Linked DNA regions of Mus musculus: region 1 is linked to region 2. The links are chromatin contacts, called in public HiChIP or PLAC-seq maps. All regions are on one chromosome and are shown on one strand. The core of a region is the stretch at or near the end of the contact, and the rest is flanking DNA. Distances in the headings are between cores, read along the strand shown. Region 1 overlaps Casz1 (castor zinc finger 1). Region 2 holds the start of Casz1 (castor zinc finger 1).

Region 1 (4,326 bases), core at 1,590-4,089, 51 kb after region 2:
CCCCTTCTCCCCTCCTGCCTTGCTGTCCCCGTTTTGCCCAGCTGTGGCTCTCCACCCTCATCCTTGATCCTTGCCTTGTGAGAAGCTGGCCCAGGCCTTATGTAGCTGTGTGAAGTGTAAGCGTGGGCTCTGTGTTTGAAAACTCAGTACTCCGCTTGTCTGTTTGGGACGTGGTGTTTATGCCCCAGATGAAGTTGTGACTGGAGCCGTGGACCCCGTGGTTATGAAGGGTTTTGCGGGAGGGGGGCGCTGGCACAGATGGCACTGCAGGGCAATGAGGGGGACCCTTACTCCTGTGCCTTCTGGGATTTGGTACATTGTTTCTCAGAAGATAAACCTCCACCCCAAGAAAGAGGGTGCACAGGAAGAGTGCCAGAACATTCTAGCCTCTTCTGGGTTTGGGGGGGATTAAAAACCTGCCTAGTCAGCAAAATATAATTCAGATGAAATTTAAATCAGGGTTGTTAATATATAGCTATAAAATATATATATATAAAATGTATAAAGTCGTTTGTAAAGACTCCTACACCTGTTATAAAAACTGCAAAATGTCTGGCATTCCAGGTCCTGGTAGGAATAATTAGATATTTATATCCAATAAAACTGGTTTGGTGGGGAAATCGTTTCCCTCCATGTGAATTCTCAGTTGAGGGTGAGTTTCGGTGGTTGGGTTGTTTTTTTTTTTTTTTTCCCTGACAATAAAACCAAAGGTTTGGCACCAGCAAATGTATTTCCCGTAAATATCTAAGTCTCTCTTTTTCCCAGCCTGAGCTCCGCTGGACGGGCCCCGTCATGCCAGCCCACTCTCCTCTCCCGTCTTTTCATACACACTGGTATCCTCTGTGCCCCAGGCTCCAGCTCCGACCCAGAACCAATGTGGGGGGTGGGGGTGTCCCAGGCATTTGGTGTTTGATACCTGTCCCTTCCAACCCAGCTTCTAGCAGGCCCAATGCTTTGATTTTGCTCTCTCCGCCCTCTCCTACTTCAAATACGTTCCTGGGATGGACGGAGCTTTATTCTTATTAGCCCAGCAAAAGCCCAATGTAGGTATTTTTCTGATTTTTATTTTTCTGATTTTTATTCAACACCTTCACTGATTTTCAATTTCTCTTCCTTGACCTCCTGTTTGTCACCTTCTCTCCCCCTCTTCCTTCCCCACCTGCCCCTCCTCTTCCCCTTCCTTCTCTCCCCTCCTCCCTCCCCCTCGTCCTTCCTCACCTCCCCCTCTTCTTTCCCCACCTACCCCTCCTCCTTCCTCACCTCCCCCTCTTCCTTCCCCTTCCTTCTCTCCCCTCCTCCCTTTCTCCCTCCCTCTTACCCCCTCCCCCTTCTCCCCTTCCTCCTCCCCCTCCTTTTCCTCCCCTCCTCCCCTCTCCCTCTTAGCTTTCTTAGCAGTGTTAGACCTCCTGGCTTACAGCCTTCAGGTTCTCCACTACGAGCAGTGAAACCCCAGAGAGTCAGTTGCATCACTGACCTGGCCCGGGGAGACCTGCCCCCACCCTGTCTGTATTCCCATCTGTTCTGCAGAGGTGAACAGATGGAGCCAGAAGGTAGCAGGGATGAGCTGTGACTGTTTTTTGTTTGTTTCTCTCCCATTATATGGATGTAGAGCTGAGGCTCTGGGTGGTGCAGATGGTTGGAGAGGGGTCAGCTTAAAGTTGCTTGTTTGCTTGTTTGTTTGTTTGTTTGTTTGTTCAAGACAGGGTTTCTTTGGCTGTCTATCCTAGAATGAGCTCTGTAAACCAGGCTGACCTCGAACTCACAGAGATCCACCTGTCTCTGCCTTCCAAGTGCTGGGATTGAAAGCACTGCCTGGCTTGGGTTCTTAACTGAGCCAGGCAGAGCAAGGCCTGGTGTTTGCCATCAGGCTGGTTCTGGCAATGGAGAAGATGCAGGACTCATTGTCATTTGATCAGTGGTGAGAGGAAAGTGGCTCACCTCTGTGAGTCTAACTGGTTGGTGATGCAGGATTGGTGCTGCTTCTGGTTTAGGGCCTCTGAGAGGGGGAGTGTAGGATCTCCTGCAGGCGTCACAGCCTCACAGCGAAAGCTGGGGAAGTGGGAGGATTTCCCAGAAGGCAAGGAGGCAGTGTCCACCATAGCCTCCAAGCGAGGATACACTCAGGTAGTTGGGACGTAGGACCTCATCTGCAGGCCCCTGTTGGTGAGAGCTGCCTTTTCCTGCCCCCCCACTCCCTCGCAGGAGAGGCCAGAACACGTTGTAGTCTTCAGAAATCTGCAGTGGCTTAACTTCACTCAGGAAGGAAAGGTTCTGAACCATGGAGGAGCTAGTCAAATATGTATGCCAGGGTAGTCAGGGCTCCAGGAGCAATTTGGCCTCCAAAAGGACTGCCCAAAGAAACAGAGAGATGGATTGCTGTGCCTCTGAAATGACTGACCTAGCCCCACTCAGTCTTTGCATTTGGGGCCAAACTGTAGTCTGGGGACTACACGGGCTAGTAGGCGGTTGTTCTGATGGAGACCATTTATATCAAAGATAAGAAGCCACAGGAGCCAGGTGGTGATGGTGCACGACTTTTATCCCAGTACTAGGGAGGCAGAGGCAGGTGGATCTCTGAGTTCAAGGCCAGCCTGGTCTACAGAGTGAGGTCCAGGACAGTCAGGGTTACACAGAGAAACTCTGTCTCAACAAAACAAAATAACAACAACAACAACAAACCAACCAACCAAATAAACAAAAGCCACCGGAAGGCTGTGTGACTAGCTTGGCCTTTTGAGGAAGCTCTGGAAAAGATCTGCTGATCCAAGGGGAGGTACTAAGCTTGAGTACAGAAAGATAGGTGGTAAGGATAGCCCTAAGGTGTAGCTCCGGCTGCTGTGCCTCCCCAGGGGCACAAGCCTCACATTCCACACCCTTCCCCCACTCCGGTACGCCCTCCCCTTGTCCTTGACAGAGGGCACTGTATGTTCATGCTAGGCATGGCCAGCAATCCCTGAGCCAGTGGGCGATGTGCCCAGCAGTGATAATCATTGCAGATAAGCTTCTGTGGTGCCCCCTGCCCAAGAGAGAGCAGGAGCCACCCAGGATGCCTCAATGGTGCAACTCTTCCTGGCCTGTAAGTTTGATGCAGCCACAAAGCTGGACCCTGGCCTGGAAGCAGAAAGATCCTGAAAGATGCCCAGATGACTTGTTCAGCGTTGTCTTTTTCCCGCCTCTTTCCTTCTTTGCCCCAAATCCTAAGCAAAATTAAGAAAGATTGAAAGATTGGAAGACAGACAGATAGACAGAAGGAAAGAAGGAAGGAAGGAAGGAAGGAAGGAAGGAAGGAAGGAAGAAAGAAAGAAAGAAAGAAAGAAAGAAAGAAAGAAAGAAAGAAAGAAAGAAAGAAAGAAAGAAAGGAGGCTGCACCCAAGCTTCCTGTTACTGGCTCCCGAAGAAACCAGTCAAATCTCCCCTTGTTGAGAACATTTTGACAGCATAAAATTGCTGCCGGAATGTGACTTTAACGAAAAGTAAAAAAAAAAAAAAAAAAAAAAAAAAAAGGGAAAAGAAAAAAAAAAAAACCTTCCTTCATGCATATGGAGTTTTTTGGAAAAAAAAATGGTATTTTAATGCTTTCTATTAAATTGGGACTAAAAGTGGTGTCTTAATTTGCATGCATTAGCATATTTGCATATAGATCACTGAAATGGTGGAAGAGAGAAGAGCCTTTAAATGAAAATTCTTTTAAAGGCACAGGCCTGCCTCCCTCTCCCTCTCCCTCTGGGATTTGTACTTGATCTTTCTCTGCACCTACAGCCCGCCTTGTGTCTTGATCGCCACGGGAATAGGTAGCTGACCGACACTCAGAGCTGTTTCACTGTGGAATTAGAGGCTGGCAAGCCCTGGTTCTTGGTCACCACAGCCCTGTGGCTTCCTAGTGTAGCCAGGACTCGAGTTGGCCTGTCCCAGAGGTGGCTGTGCGGGGAGGGGCTTGCATCTACCACCAACAGACTGTGGGCCTGGGTCCCTGGGCCTCTGCAAGCCTTTGTCCTCCCACAACTTGGGTTTTCTCCTCTCACCCTTCCTAGGCTATGTTTTGTGCTATGGGTCTACTGTAGACACGGGTGCTCCCTGAGACTTTCCTGGGCTTATAGCCTGGCTTTGTACCAAAGGAGGGGAGGGGGTAGGTGGAGTGGCCTGCTTCTGCTGGTTCTCCCTCTGCCAGCTTCCCCTTCCCACCCTCTTGACACAGAAGGCCCAGGCTGCTGTGTCTCCTTTATCGTTTAGGCCTCCAGTTGTTTAAATGTCACCTCTTCAGACTGCCTAAAGTCACCCCATATATTCCTCAGTCACTCTCTCTGTTTGCCCTCCAAGAACTTGTGT
Region 2 (4,600 bases), core at 1,687-4,186:
AGACACCTCCATCCTCCCCCCCCAACCCCCACCCCAGGACCCAGCAAAATGCCAGAGAGTAGAAACCCAGGTAAGATCACTCATCTACCTGGTGTCTCCTAGGCTGTACTAAGTCAATTGTCACTTGTCTGGGCTCTTTCTGGCCATTCTTCCCTAGGGTAGACACTTCAAGACACCTTGATTCCAGTGAGGGCTTATTATAGTCCAAGCACTGTCATAGGTACCCGGGACACCAAGAGCCACCATGTCCCTGTTTGCAGGATGCTTCCACTCCAGCAGGGGCAGCCAGAAAGGAAACAGGAATCAATCAATGTACAAGCAAACTCATTGTATATCCACAAACAGGATAAAGTAACAGAGAAAGGCCAAGAACTATGGCAGGAGGAAATGACAGGACCTGGTGAATGGAAGTCCCCTAGCCATATATATATATATATATTTTTTTTTCCCCTCTGTTGAGTTAGGCGTGGGAAGATGTTGGGGTCCAACAGGAGCCTTCTCTGCCCTTCAGCCTGTCTAAGACGTTAGTCACTCACACGGGCAAGGTTCCCATTGAGGAACCCATTAGGAGAGGGTTGTAGAGCTCCTGAGAACAAAAGTGGAGTGAAGAATAAGTGGGTTAATGAACATTTAGTGGGAGAGATAGGCTTGTGATGTTGAGGGGAAGGTGGAATGGAATATGTGTATGTGGTATGGACAATTCTAGTGGGAAAAGGGGTTGAGCCTAATACTAGGAATGGAGGTGGGTCTGATAATGATGTAGAAAGAAATCTGTCACCATCCCCTTCCTGGCCAGGCCTTGTTCATTGTCTAATTCAGTTCTGTCTCCCACTGTGGAGTGTTGGGCTTAGAAAATACATACTCAGTGAATGAATGAGCAAAGGATTACTCCAAATAAACATAACAAAAGGAAACTAGACAGAGGACAAGAAGGGATGGGGAGAGGACTTGAAGGAAGGAGGGGTACTGGATGTCCCCAGGAACAAGGACAGTTACTGGCACTTACAGATCAATATCTTGGCCCAAGCCCTTTTCCTGCATTAACCTACGTTAGTCTTGCAACGCTCCCAGACAGCAATACTGTTATCAGCCCCATTTCTCTGTTGGGATAACTGAGGTACAGAGGTCAAATGTCTCATTCAAGGTCACCCAGTTGGTGAGTGGCTGGTGGTCTGTCCCTGTAGCTCAAGTTGTTGGCTGCTGCTGCAGTGGTGAGCAGGCCTACTTTGTCACCTCTCGGATGACAGTGACTCAGTTTCTCTCCGTGTGGGCTGGCAGGATTGAGCTTGAGATCTCTGGGGGAGGGGGGCATTGGGGTGGGGAGGGCATGTGTTCTCCTGAGTCACCAGGTTCAAGTATCTCAGAAATACTTGGATGAGTCTGAAGCCTGGGAGCTAAGGATGGGAGATGGAAGGGGAGACGTAGGCCACAGTCTGTTGCGGCTGCAGATGACTTCTGTTAATTCTTGGAATAAGGAGGGAAGAGACCAAGATGAACTGGTGGATTTGGGGTTGTCCAAACCCCCAAATCTGCTCTTCGTGGGCTGTCAAATCTGAGTAGTGAGGTCTGGATTTGTTGTTGTTGTTGTGTATGTTTTTGTTTTGCTCCAGTTTATTTTCCTACAAGTGTGACACAGCTGTCACTTACCATAGCATCTGAGGAGTGTGTGACACCTCACAGCACTGACCCAGAGGTTTTATTTAGGAACTCTACCACCTCAGGGCCAGAGAGCCTCAGACTCTGGTCATTTGCCTCTGGACCAATGAACTTTGAGCTCACAGCAGGGCAGGGAACACATCCCAGCAGGCGACTGTCCTAGCGCTGGCCAGGCAAGACAGTAGGGTCATGAAGCAGAGCAAAAGCTTTCCAGTAGGCCCCAGTCCCCAGCAGGGCTGGGCATTGTGGGCGGCATTTTCTCTGAGCAGAACTCACTGTGTAAAGTGCACCTCGAAGTTGGATTATGCTTTGCACTTTTGCTTATTTATGCAATTAATAATTTGCCTATTACAGCGGTCAGTTTCTAACTCATCTTGCCTGGGGGTCCTTCGCCTTTGATTTTTTTTTTTTTTTTTTTTTGGTCTCACTTCCTGAATTTCCATCCTGAATTCTGCAGTAGGAACAAAATGGGTATCATCGCTGAGTCTATGCTGGGGTGTGGTAGCCTGACTGGGAGAGGAAGGACCAGGTGTTAGGGCCAGAGGACCGGTGACCCGCGTAGACAGCTAAGAGGCCCTGCTAGGGTATTGCAAGGATGCAAAGTGTCCTTCAGGGGAGATGAAAACGGCTGTCACCTCCCATCTCCAGGCCAAGGGATCGTCTCCCCCAAGACACTCTGCTTTCTCCGTGGATCTTTCACTTTGCAGCATTCTCGTTTTAATGCACATGATTTGCCCTCCTCCCACGCATAGAGTAAGGTTGTTCTGCGTGGCCTGTCTTGCTCACTTAAGGATTTATTTCTTGCATAAGGGGCTGAATGAAAACTCCCCTTTGCAGAGAGTAAGAGCAAAGAAAATATCAAACAGGGAAGATTTCATTCGACTCTTCTAACAGTCTGGCTTGCAAAAAAGAGAGCCAATTTTCATTGAAAAAGTGGGAACCAAACTCGGGGTGTCAAAGGGTTCAGAATAGCTGGAAAGTAACGCACCCTTGTCCCTTTCTTCTGTCCCAGTCTCAACTCCATTCAGAGGGTGTAGAAACCTTCCGGAACCGCACAAGGGAGCAGCGCGCTCTGATTCTGCTTCGCTGGCCGATCTCGCCGCGCGCGCACGCGGAGCCCAGCCTTGGCGGTGGGTGGGAAGAATGCTAGAGGGGAAGGTCTGGGGGTGTGAGGGTGGAGCGGAGCCCAGCCCCGCGATCCGGCCCGGGTTTTGCATGCCACCCACTCGCCCGTTCGGCCGCGGAGAATTCCATAATCACAGCGGGCGAGAGCGGAGACTGGGAGCGAAAAATCCGGGATCCGGCAACTTCGGTCGCGCATGCGCGCCCGCGGCGCTCCATCCCAAACACACACACATTTTTCCCCGGACTTGGAAAGTCACCCAAAGCCGCCCCAAGTGCAGGTAAGAGACTCGGCGCTCCTTCCACCGCGGCCCCTTCAAGCCCTCCACCTCTGCGGGCCTATTGGGGCGCCTCCAGGTTTCACCCTTGTCCCGGTGCAGTTCACTACCCCCGGGGTTGCCGCTTGCAGCTGGGAGCGGGCGAACGAGCGAACGACCGAGCCAGCCAGCCTGCGAGCGGCGGCTGCCACCCAACTCCGGCTGTACGGGAGGTAGGGGGCACAGAGGGCTGGCACCCCGGCGCGGGGCGGCGCGGCGCCCGCAGTGACCAGGGGAATGCCCGGCGAGCCGCTCCAGTGGAGGGAGGGCTGCAGCTCCTGGGGGTCACTTACTCCAACTGAGGGGTCGGCGGGGTAGGGGAGAAGAGGGGGAGGTGCCAGGCACGAGTACAGGACTTTGCAACTAGGGTGGGGGCGCTTTCCGCGCAGTGGGCTGGGGGCGCAGGTGCTTGCCAATACTGGGTGATCGTTCCTTCTCCCACGCCCCCTCCTGCTGCAGGGGGGTCGTGAGCTGTCTGGAGGAGAGAAGGAGGCAGGGGTGAGGGGCTCCTGGGGTGACTTTGCAAGACTTTGCCCAAGGGAAGGGGTGGGTGGGGATCTCCTCTAGCCGGCTCTTGTGCCCCGACACCGGGGTGTATGTTCTGCCAGCAGAGGTAGGCAGTGTTCGCGTAGGCGCAGGGTGCCAAGGGGAGCTCCGGGTGGGAAAATGAAGGCAAGAGGGTTCTGGGATCTGGGGAGCGGCGCCCCCTTTTCTATCTGTGCCTGGGAAGTTTATCTCAAGTGCGCCGCTCCAAGCGCGGCAAGTGGCGCTTCTTACTCTTTCCCCCTACCCCCGAGTCCCCCCCCGGGCTCCGGCTCGCAACGCTGGGTACTGGCTCCGACCGCTCTGCTGTCGGCTGAAGCTCGCCCTGGATCTGGGGAAAAGTTCCGGGGGAGTTGTGGCGGCTACTGTGTGCGCGGAGAGAGAAGTTGCGCCCGGGGACTTGGGACGCTGGGTTGGCAGGCCCGATTGCGGGTGGAGCGGTGAGCTCCGGCGCCGGAGGTGGGGGCTCTCTCTAGGGATAGGAGAGGATTGGACGGGGTCTGTGACCCTAGGTGGGCTGAGGAGGACCTCGGGGGTTTAGCGTGTGGAGAGGACATGGGGCTGAAATCGGCTCCTGGCAGAGGACAGGAGCATGTAGGGGCACAGGGGACAGTGAAGGGGAGATGACTGGGCCACCAGGACTCTTGGGTCGACCTTCACTATACAGGAGCGTCAAGTGGTAACTGACGGAGTGGGACTCTGAGGGGTGCGCGGGAATCAGGGGACCCTGCCAGACAGACCCTCAGCCGTGGACCTCCCGGGACAGGGGGCTGAGTCGTGCGCCCGGGGTGAGCCGGCCGGGCGGAGCGGCGGCCGGTTTATTTTTACTCGGTGGCATTTGCAGAATGTGCAGCTGATGACCGTCGGCCGCCAGGAAGTTTTGCTTTCTGTTCTTTCTCTCTCTTTTCGAAGCCAGCGCGACCCGGAGCGGGAGAAGCCGGGGAGCAAGGCCTGGGAGGGGA

What was found. HiChIP or PLAC-seq counts read pairs in DNA pulled down with a chosen protein or histone mark.
Region 1: a contact with region 2 is called in an H3K4me3 HiChIP or PLAC-seq map of embryonic stem cells, with 59 read pairs. The contact joins the enhancer-like site here to the promoter of Casz1 in region 2. A contact is called at or near these places in 13 of 39 promoter capture datasets (the 3T3-L1 cell line, 3T3-L1-derived adipocytes, the C10 cell line and 10 more), 26 of 484 Hi-C or Micro-C datasets (the HL-1 cell line, the N1E-115 cell line, Sertoli cells and 17 more), 17 of 115 datasets of contacts at active chromatin or transcription factors (the 230-238 cell line, astrocytes, a beta-TC-6 cell line and 10 more) and 5 of 9 other capture datasets (adipose tissue, embryonic tail, embryonic trunk and 2 more).

What each region holds. Positions count from the first base shown.
Region 1 is chr4:148,852,847-148,857,172 of GRCm38.p6, forward strand. The region is part of intron 2 of Casz1 (castor zinc finger 1); the gene reads left to right. Among named protein-coding and RNA genes, the nearest start is that of Gm42352, 17 kb to the right of the region's middle. Within about 2 kb of position 2,840, at least 11 of the 459 cell types and tissues checked have an H3K27ac peak or open chromatin away from gene starts, as enhancers often do. A contact at or near this core is called in cortical neurons, embryonic stem cells, pancreatic islet and 1 more, where this site is marked.
Region 2 is chr4:148,801,456-148,806,055 of GRCm38.p6, forward strand. Casz1 (castor zinc finger 1) reads left to right here and starts at 2,937. Exons shown (of 21, transcript NM_001159344.1): 1 at 2,937-3,059.